Regions from separate parts of the Mus musculus genome. Here region 1 is linked to region 2. The links are chromatin contacts, called in public HiChIP or PLAC-seq maps. All regions are on one chromosome and are shown on one strand. The core of a region is the stretch at or near the end of the contact, and the rest is flanking DNA. Distances in the headings are between cores, read along the strand shown.

What was found. HiChIP or PLAC-seq counts read pairs in DNA pulled down with a chosen protein or histone mark.
Region 1: a contact with region 2 is called in an HNF4G HiChIP or PLAC-seq map of pancreatic cancer cells. The contact joins two enhancer-like sites. A contact is called at or near these places in 1 of 115 datasets of contacts at active chromatin or transcription factors (pancreatic cancer cells) and 3 of 9 other capture datasets (adipose tissue, liver and pancreatic islet).

The regions. Positions count from the first base shown.
Region 1 is chr1:135,205,933-135,210,371 of GRCm38.p6, forward strand. No RefSeq gene overlaps it. Among named protein-coding and RNA genes, the nearest start is that of Gm41955, 6.1 kb to the left of the region's middle. Within about 2 kb of position 2,994, at least 10 of the 459 cell types and tissues checked have an H3K27ac peak or open chromatin away from gene starts, as enhancers often do. A contact at or near this core is called in pancreatic cancer cells, where this site is marked.
Region 2 is chr1:135,017,886-135,022,573 of GRCm38.p6, forward strand. Lgr6 (leucine-rich repeat-containing G protein-coupled receptor 6) reads right to left here. Exons shown (of 18, transcript NM_001033409.3): 6 at 3,890-3,961. Among named protein-coding and RNA genes, the nearest start is that of Ube2t, 58 kb to the left of the region's middle. Within about 2 kb of position 3,381, at least 79 of the 459 cell types and tissues checked have an H3K27ac peak or open chromatin away from gene starts, as enhancers often do. A contact at or near this core is called in pancreatic cancer cells, where this site is marked.

The DNA of each region.
Region 1 (4,439 bases), core at 1,744-4,243, 190 kb after region 2:
TATTTTTTAAACTTTATTTTTATTTTTTGATTTTTCAAGACAGGGTTTCTTTGTGTATCCCGACCTGTCTTGGAACCCTCTGTTCAGACCAGGCTGGCCTCGAATTCAGAGATCACCTGCTTCTGCCTCTACCGTTATGAAAGGTTTGTGCCACCACTACCTGGCTTTCGTTTTAATTTCAGGGTGTTTTGTTTGGGGTTTGGTTTGGTTTTGAGACACTTTCACTACGTCGTGTGGGCTGGTCTGGAATTCATTATGTAGGTTGGTCTTGAACTCAGAGAGATCTGCTTCTGACTCGTGAGTGCTGAGCTTAAAGGCGTGTGCTATCACCCCAGCTAATGTATTTATTGAGATAAATTCTTACTATGTTCCCAGACAGCCCTTGAACTGGTGGATTTAAATGATCCCTGTCTCAGCCTACAAAGTCCTCCCAGTCCTACCTTAGTGCCCAGCTGCAGTGTAACTCAGAGGCAGAGTGCATGGGGTCCTGAGTTTTATCCCCGGCAACAAAACAAAATGAAACAAAGTTAACCGGCTCCTGTCCCTCTTCCCCACTGCACCCTGGAGCTGCTAGGATGCAAGAGGGAAAGAAGCCCGTGAAGGGCTGGAGAGATGGCTCAGTAGTTAAGAGTTAGACCTGGGTTCAATCCCCAGCATATTCATAGCCCTCTGTAGCTCCAGTTCCAGGGATCTGATGCCCTCTTCTGATGGCATGCATGTGGTATGCATACATACATGTAGGTAAAACACTCACAGACATAAAATAAATAAAAGTAGAGAAAGTGGGAGAAAGAACGGAGCTGGGCCGGCATACTAGTGCCCACACAGAGCTTTTCTCAGTGAGAAGGTGGGCGTGAGAGACCAGAGAGAAAGGTAAAGATAGGAGATAGGCCGACAGGCTAAAGGCATGGCAAGTGTTGGGTGGGAGACGGCCTGCTGAGACGAACCGAGGAGCTCACATCCGAGCAGGCGCAGAAAAAGCCCCAAATGGCCAAAGTACGGACAAGAGGTACTGCGTTTGCAGATTGGCAAAAGACTCTGCTCGCTATGAATAAGGAGGGTACCCCGCAGTCAGGGGTAGCAAGGCCTGGTACAGTGCACACAGAGAAAGGTAGACCAAGTATTTCGGTGCATACCCTACTCCCAGCACTCAGGAGACAGAGGCAGTGAGTCACCACTCAAGGCCAACCTAGTCTACAAAGTCAGTTTTAGATCAGTCAGTGATAAGTGGCAGGCCTCTGTCTCTACAAACCCAGAGAAGGAGCAGCCCCTGTGGTACACACCATCAATTCCAGCACTCAGAAGGCAGAGGCAGGCAGATCCTTTTGAGTTCAAGGCCAGTCTGGTCTATATAATGAGTTCTAGGACAGCCAGGGCTACACAGAGAGACTCCATCTCAAAAAACAAAGCAAACACACACACACACACACACACACACACAAAAGGAAGAGAGACCAAGAGAGGATTTGTACAGTGTTGTCCTTAGGTTTATGCTGAGTGTGTGTGTGTGTGTGGTCTTTCAAGACAGGGTTTCTCTAAATAATAGCCCTGGCTGTCCTGGAACTCTCTCTGTAGACCAGGCAGGCCTTGAACTCACAGAGATTCTCCTGCCTCGGCCTCTCAAGTGCTGGGATTAAAGGTGTGCACCATCACCACCTGGATTGCTTTGTTTCATTTTTGAGTCTCACTCTGTAGTTTAGGCTAGCTTGGAACTCCCTGTGTAGCCTAGGCTTACCTCAGTCTCCTGGAAATCCCACTGCCCCAGACTCCCCAGTGTTGGCATTGGAGGCACAAAGTACCATTCCTGGCTTGAAGCTCACCTTTTCCAGATGTCAAGACACTCAAGTCAATAAATGCTTATGGAATGAGTGAGTGAATGAATGAATGAATGAATGAGTGAGTGAATGAATGAGTGAGTGAGTGAGTGACACACCTCTACAATCTTCACTAACCTTGTTTCTGGCAGTGAACCCAGGGCCTAGAGTGTGCTATCCATACACTATACCACATAACTTTGCCCCAACTGCCATGGTAACCAAAGGACATTTTCTTTCCCTGTTCTGTATCCCTCCACACACTCCTGCAGCCCAGTTCTTTATTCCAGGGCCCTTAGACAAGGCACATTGTTAGGTTCAAGTTCTACTCAGTAAAGTGGGGACAAGAACAAAACATAGCCGGGCAGTGGTGGCGCATGCCTTTAATTCCCATGCTCGAGAGGCAGAGGTAGGCAGATCTCTGAGTTTGAGGCCGACCTGGACTACAGAGCAAGTTCCAGGACAGTTGGGGCTGCACAGAGGAAACCCTGTCTCAAACAAACAAACAAACAAACAGGGGCTGGAGAGATGGCTCAGCGGTTAAGAACACTGACTGCTCTTCCCAAGGTCCTGAGTTCGAATCCCAGCAACCACATGGTTGCTCATAAACATCCATAATGAGATCTGATGCCCTCTTCTGGTGTGTCTGAAAACATTTAAAGTATACTCATATATAATAAATAAATAAATCTTTAAAAACAAACAAACAAATCGATCAAACAAATCAATCAAACAAAAAAACCCAAACAACCAGGGAAGTGGGATAATGAACAGAACTGAGTAACTCGTGGATAATGCTGGATGAACAGTGACAAGGCTCGGGCTTCAGTCTCCAGTGCCACAAAAGGCTGGGGCGGGGGGCGGGAGGCGGGGGGCTGGGGAGGCAGTAAATAAATGGCAGTGTGGTTAATATGGCTTCATCCACAGTTTCCTGTGGAATCCTAGACTTGGCTGCACAGAGCCTGGAGGATCTTGCTCACCATGGATAAGATGTCCTAGCTGTGCCTAGGCAGCAGAGAGCATGAAGACGTTTCTTTAAAATTGGAAAGTAGAAGAATGAGAGAAAAGAAAAGGAATGCTGGCCAGGGCAAAGACCCAATCGGGTGGGGACTTTGGGCTACCTGGGTGTGTCCGTGTGTATTGGTGTGGCAGGGCCAACCGTCGGCCTAATCACCAGCCAGTCGGCTGGCTGGCAGCTGGGCTCTGGTGGGGTTACTCTGGTCCAGACTGGATACTCTCCTTCCATATCCCTCGTGAGCTGCAGGCTTTCCCAAATAAGCCTGCTGGGAGTCCTTGTGATTCGTTTTCAGTTGGGCATGGGTATCCTTGCAAGTTAATTATTGTTGTCATGCTGAGGACGGAACCTAGTTCCTCACTTGTGTCAGGCTCTGTAGGATGGAGCTATGGATAAATACTCCCAGAAATACCCTCTTGCCCCCCCCAAAATTTCCCCTTTACTTTGAGAAAGGTAAATTTACAATGTGTTCTATGGGGGTCTCAAGCAGGCAAGGCAGTTATAGAAGAACTAACTACCTAATAGTTAGCTTTTCTAGTATTGGGGACGGAACCCAGGCCTCCGCACATGCTCGGCAGGCAGGTGCAACATGCAACATGCCCTGCCTTCGCTCCTAGGATTCTAATGATTCAAATCGATCATGTTAGGCCAGACAGTGTAAATGATTATCCAATCTAGAACTATCTGAGAGCGAAAGGAGCCCCACCTAACGTGGGGACAATCGATGAATATCAGGGCCATTTCAGATAAACTGGGCAGAAAGATAGATCACTCTAGGTTCTGAGTATAAGCAGCTTGTCTAAGGAAGAGTGACAAATGATAGTTGGGTTTTGTTGATGGTAGTAATACGGTGTTTGTTTGTTTGTTTGTTTGTTTGTTTTTGTTTAAACAGCATTGCTATTTGTGCAGGCGAACCTCAAGCACACAGTAATCCCACTGCCTCAGCTTCTTGAATGCTGGGATTACAGGTGTGAGCCACCATGCCCAGTTTCCAATGCTATTTGGTTCTTGACATATGTTGTAGATGGTTCAAAGGAACCTGGGTCCCACCACATAAAACCAGGTGTGGTGGCATACAACTATAATCCTAGCACTCGGGAGACAGAGGCAGATGGATCTCTGTGAGTTTGAGGCCAACTAGTCTAAGTAGTAAGTTCCAGGCAAGCCAAACTATTGTGAGACCCTATCTCAAAAAACAAAACCATGCCTGGTGTGGAAGCTAACAACTTTAATCCCAGTGCTCAGGAGGCGGAGGTGGGTGGCCAGAGGAAGACAACCCCATGCTCAGTGAGGTAGGTGGTCCTTTGTAGCTGGACAAACCCTGAAGGAGCTGGCAGTTGGAAGCACTCACTCTCTCTACAGTCAGGTGTCAAGTCCTTCCTTACAGTTCATCTTTTACCTCCAGTTATTGACTGTCACTGTCCCATGTCTGCTTGAGTCTGGCTTCTGAATACAAGTCATAGGCAAGAGTCAGGGACAAAAATTACTACAGTTTCACTTTCTCTCTGTCTCTCTCTGTGTGTGTGTGTCCCCATGTGTCTGTGTCTATGTCAGTGTGTAAAGGCTAAAAGTCAATTGTTATACAAATTTTATAAGTGATGTTTTCTCTT
Region 2 (4,688 bases), core at 2,131-4,630:
ATAGCAAGGCCCAGAGATCATTGCCCGGGCTTGAGGAAGGGAGGTGCTATTTTGTACAGGTTCCTGAACCCCCCCTCACTCTGGGTTCTGCTAAGATGTAGGCATCAAGTTCTCAGATATGGGCCCTTGAGGATGGAATCAGGGTTCCCAAACCATCCCTGTTTCAGTTAAGTATATATATAGTTGGGGCTTTGAATACTGTGGGTTTTCAGTCTGGCATAGCTGCCTGTGTTTCCCAAACTTGAAATTCTAGTGACGGACCAACGTACATTGGCACCTGGTTTCATGGAGAATTTTCCTGGAACCTTTTCTTTTCTTTTCTTTTCTTTTCTTTTCTTTTCTTTTCTTTTCTTTTCTTTTCTTTTCTTTTCTTTTCCTTTCTTTTTTTCAACCTAGATTTCTTTTAAATCCCAACCTATATACCTAGGGAGTCCTGGAACTGACCTGAGGGCCTAACGTGGAAAGAGGACCTGCTACTTTAGAGACAGATGGTTCGACCACCTCTGCTTTGGAGTTTCCCTTAAAGCGGTGGTCATCCTCACTGTGGGAGATCAAAGGCTTGTAGCTGCAGGACTAAGCAAGTCTGGTCTGCATAAAGCTCAGGCTTCCTGGCAATGGTTGGAATGGTGACGACCACACTGTGAGAAACATCCCCTCTGTGAATGCCGGACTCCTCAGAGCACAGCAAGGTTTGTTCTTCAGAGCTGTGTAATTCTGTCCATCAACAGAGGCCATAACAGAGCCCCACCCTAGACTCTGCTCAAAGCTCCTTTAGAATAAAGGTTGTGTGGTACACGACCTGTATGCCCCCTTTTCTGTTTTGTTTGAGACAAAGTTTCATGTAGCACAAGCTAGCCTTGAACTCCTGAGCTTCCTGCCTCTACCTTCTGAGTGCTGAGGTTCCAAGCATGTGCCACCACATCCATCTAGGGTAGCCTCCTGCTCCCAGAAGGGAGGGCGTGTACTTTTGCTGGCCCAGCCTACAGCAGCAGAACTGGCAGCCTGGTCCTCATCCATGAGAACTTTCAAGAAGCTGAGTTACACAGGTACATTTGGGGGGGCACACCTCTGCTGTGGTGGTATGAGAAGGATTGGCAGCATGGAAAGAGGGTGGCAGAGGACATGAGCTACGTTGTGTGTGCTGCATGTGCCTAGTTTGAGAGCCTGTGTGGCCACGCATGTCCATGCCCGCACCTGGCCCCTCCTCCCAGGTGGCAAAGCTGGGGGCTGCTCTCGCTCTGAAGAGCAGGCTGCAGAGAAGCCAAACCACAGCGTGAGCCAAACCACAGCCTGGGCTGTGGGGGTTTGATCTTCCCTCTGCTGCCAGAGATGAGAGAGGTCTAAGTGGCAGAGATTTACAGGGCCCGAGGGAGAAGTACCCTTCCAGCAAGAAGTACACATGAAAGCTCCCAAGTAATAGCCAAGGCTGCCGAGTACGCCAATTATGCAACAATTAAAAGACTTGCCTATCATTTCTTCCCCCTTTCATTCTCGCAGCCGCTCCTCCTCCTCCACATCTGCCTTCCCCTGCAGGCTCCCCAAGAAAACGCTCTGGGGAACAGAAGAGAAAGAACACACTCCCCCCCACCCCCGCTTTAATTGGAGATCAAAAGTTGGAAGAAGGGCTTGCTCTTCGAGGGTGGGGAGGAAATGGGGTGTCATGGAGATGAAGCCTCATACAGAGGGCTGAGGAAGAAAACAGGGAGGAGGGGAGGGTCCTATATATCTGCCAGACTCTGTAACAACTTTATACAACCCTGTGACATTATGTTATAGGTTAGAAAATTAAGACTCTTTGAAAGGCAAACGGCTGAGCTCAGACAGCTGGGAGAACCGGCAGTAAGGGCTCCGGGCTGCTTGGTGCCAAGGGAATAACCACTGGGCTTTTCTGCCTCCACACTGTAAAGGTTGGAGGACTTTTCCATGTTTCTTGGTCTTGGCTTTTCCATCTGCAAGGTGGGCATAGCCCAGGGGCCTTGTGTGTTGAGGCCAAGATAGATGAAAGAGACAGTGGGTGCTTAGCAGCGGCAGGACTGCTCTATAATTCAGCCAGCAGCCGCTGAGCCAAATGCCCTGCACAGCAAGACAGTGGCTAATTGAGAAAGAGTTAGGCAGTGTGCCCCAAAAGTGAAGAAACAGCTACTTGTTGGCTTTTTTGAGGTGCCAACTCACTCCATATCTGTGCCCCAATCCTCACCTGACTTCCCAGCAAAGCTAAACAGCCCCACATTCCAGGGTGGAGGTGCTCTCTCCCGCCGGCCCACTGTTAATTGCAATCCAATCTCAGCACCACCCAGGAGTTGGGCTTCTCTAGGGAGGCTCCAGAATCAGCACACAGTAGGTCCACTCAGTATACATTGGGCCAGGGGGGTAGGACAACCAGGGTCTCTCCTAAGGACTCCCATTGTCTCATTAACACTCTGATCTGCTCTGGGCACAGTTGGGAGGTCACCCTGGGAGAAGGATCACTCTGAGAGGAACTACGCAGCCTTCCTGGAAAGGAACTTTCTCTTATGGAGATTTAGAGGACTAGACTGGCCTGTTCTAACTGTGTAGTCATCAGTCACAGCTATGGAGGAGGAGCAGATAGTCTAAGCCTTGCACAGTAGTGGGAACAGATGGGAATGTTCCTGCATCCAGGCTGGGGCATGCTGCCCTGACACAGTGCTCCTTCATATACAGTTGGTCAAAGGGTCTGGATTCCAGGAGAGTTGAACCCAGCGCTGCTGTTCCTCCTGCTATGTACTAAGCACAAGAGAGCAGCCATGTTCTTAGGAATCATACCCACAGGAAATAATATATGACTGACCTAGGTATGAGTCTCTCATCGGTTTCCCCATACAACCACAGATTCTGGAGCCAAGGCATCTTGGGGTAGACGTTACAGAGTGGTTTTTCCCAACATGTTGCTTCCCCCATCACAGCCTGACTTCCAGAATCTTAGCTTCTGCTGCACTGGATTCCTAAGACTCCATCAACTTAAGAGCAGTCGGGGGGGGGGGCTAGAAAATGGGGGCTTGTTTATAACTGGAGAAGGAGATTCAAAAGTTGTGATAAACTCCTGATCTCTCATGAACCTTTCCCCACCCTTGCCGGCTTACACTTGTGGTGATCTGGGGCCCTTCTCTCCCAGAGCCCCCAACTCCATATCCAGCACCAGGTGGCTGTGGTAGCCAGTTCCCTCAGGGGAGCTAAAGACCCCAGCTGGCATGACCAGTCACTCTTGCAGAGCCTGGCTGATTGTTTGCCCAGTGGGGCCCCACTCGGCCCACTCTGCAGGGGCTGGCAGGCCTCCAGAGGAAGTGATGGGAGGGCTTGGGTGCATTCTGACCTTAGCTGAATTCCTGGATGATGATGTGTGAATAATATGGCTTTTTAAGAGTCAACAGCTCGGGCGCTTTTTATAGGCAGGCTGTGGTGCTGAGCGGGCCACTTCCCCATTAATCATTTAGCTAGTTAGATCAGCTGGCAAACACTCCTGACATTATTCCATGGTATTCCTCTCCCTTCTGTCAGCAGCCACCCTTAAGCAGACATCAAAACTGCCATCAGGTCAGCCCCAGCCCACCCCGAAATCTTCCAGTCTCCAAGCTTCATGCCCCAGTCCCTCTGCCTTGTTAACTGTTTCCTTCTACGCATTATTTGATGTCTCTGCTAGCAGGGACCCTGCCCTCCTACTTCCTGGGCTACCTACCCTGAACTACCTTGTACCCACCTAAAGGGAGAAGGAATTCTTGCTGAGTGACATCTTAGAGAAGAGTCCCAGAATGGGCACACAGGTGACCAGGACCGGATCATACCCTGCTGGCCCTTCCTAAGCCCACACCCCGACTCTAGTCAAGATGTCCTCACCCAGCAGACTAGGACTTAAACAGGCTCTCCCACTCACAGTGTCTCCAGATTGTGCAGCCCCTCGAAGCTGTGGGTCCCCACATGCTGGATGCGGTTGTTATGTAGATGCCTGCGTGGGAAGGAGAGAGACACATCAGAGTGTGTGGCACAACCTCGGAGCCAGGGCAGACAGTGTACACAGCAGCAGAATAAGGGTGTAGCACCAACAGATAAACCCCAGTGGTCCAACCTCTTTTCTCCAGGGACAAGCAAATCAGCCAAGACCCATTTCTGAAGCCACGATTGCCAAGGCAGGATCGACCACAGGCTGGATACCTTATTGCCTTCCTAGTGATCCGCTCTGGGAAGAGGAAAGCCCAGCCAAGGCTCCAGCGAGTTCTGACTAAGCACTGGGAGAGAGACCTGATGTCATAGGGGCTCACATCTGAGGCTTCTTCTCTGGCCCCACTCCTTAGGACTCAGCCAGCCTGACTCAGTGGCCAGACGTTCTTAGAGGAGCCAACAGTCAACCACTGCAGACAACATATAATTAAAGGCTAAACTTTGTTACAACTGGAGAGAGCTGTGGTCATGCTGAGAGAGCTGGGAGGTTGGTGAGGCTGAGGCAGCAAGCATGGCCTCTCAGAGCAGAGGTGGCACTCCTCAGCAGGGCCTTGACAGGCAACTCGCTTGAGTGGAGGGAAGGGATTCCAGGCTCAGATGGGTGACAGGAAGGTGCATGAGTTACCTGACTGTGCAGAGGGAAGTTTTAGGAGAGCTTCCCAAGGAAAACAGTTCGCTGAAAGCAAAACAAAATTGCCTTCTGCCTGCTCATAATTGAGCAAAAATAACAAGAC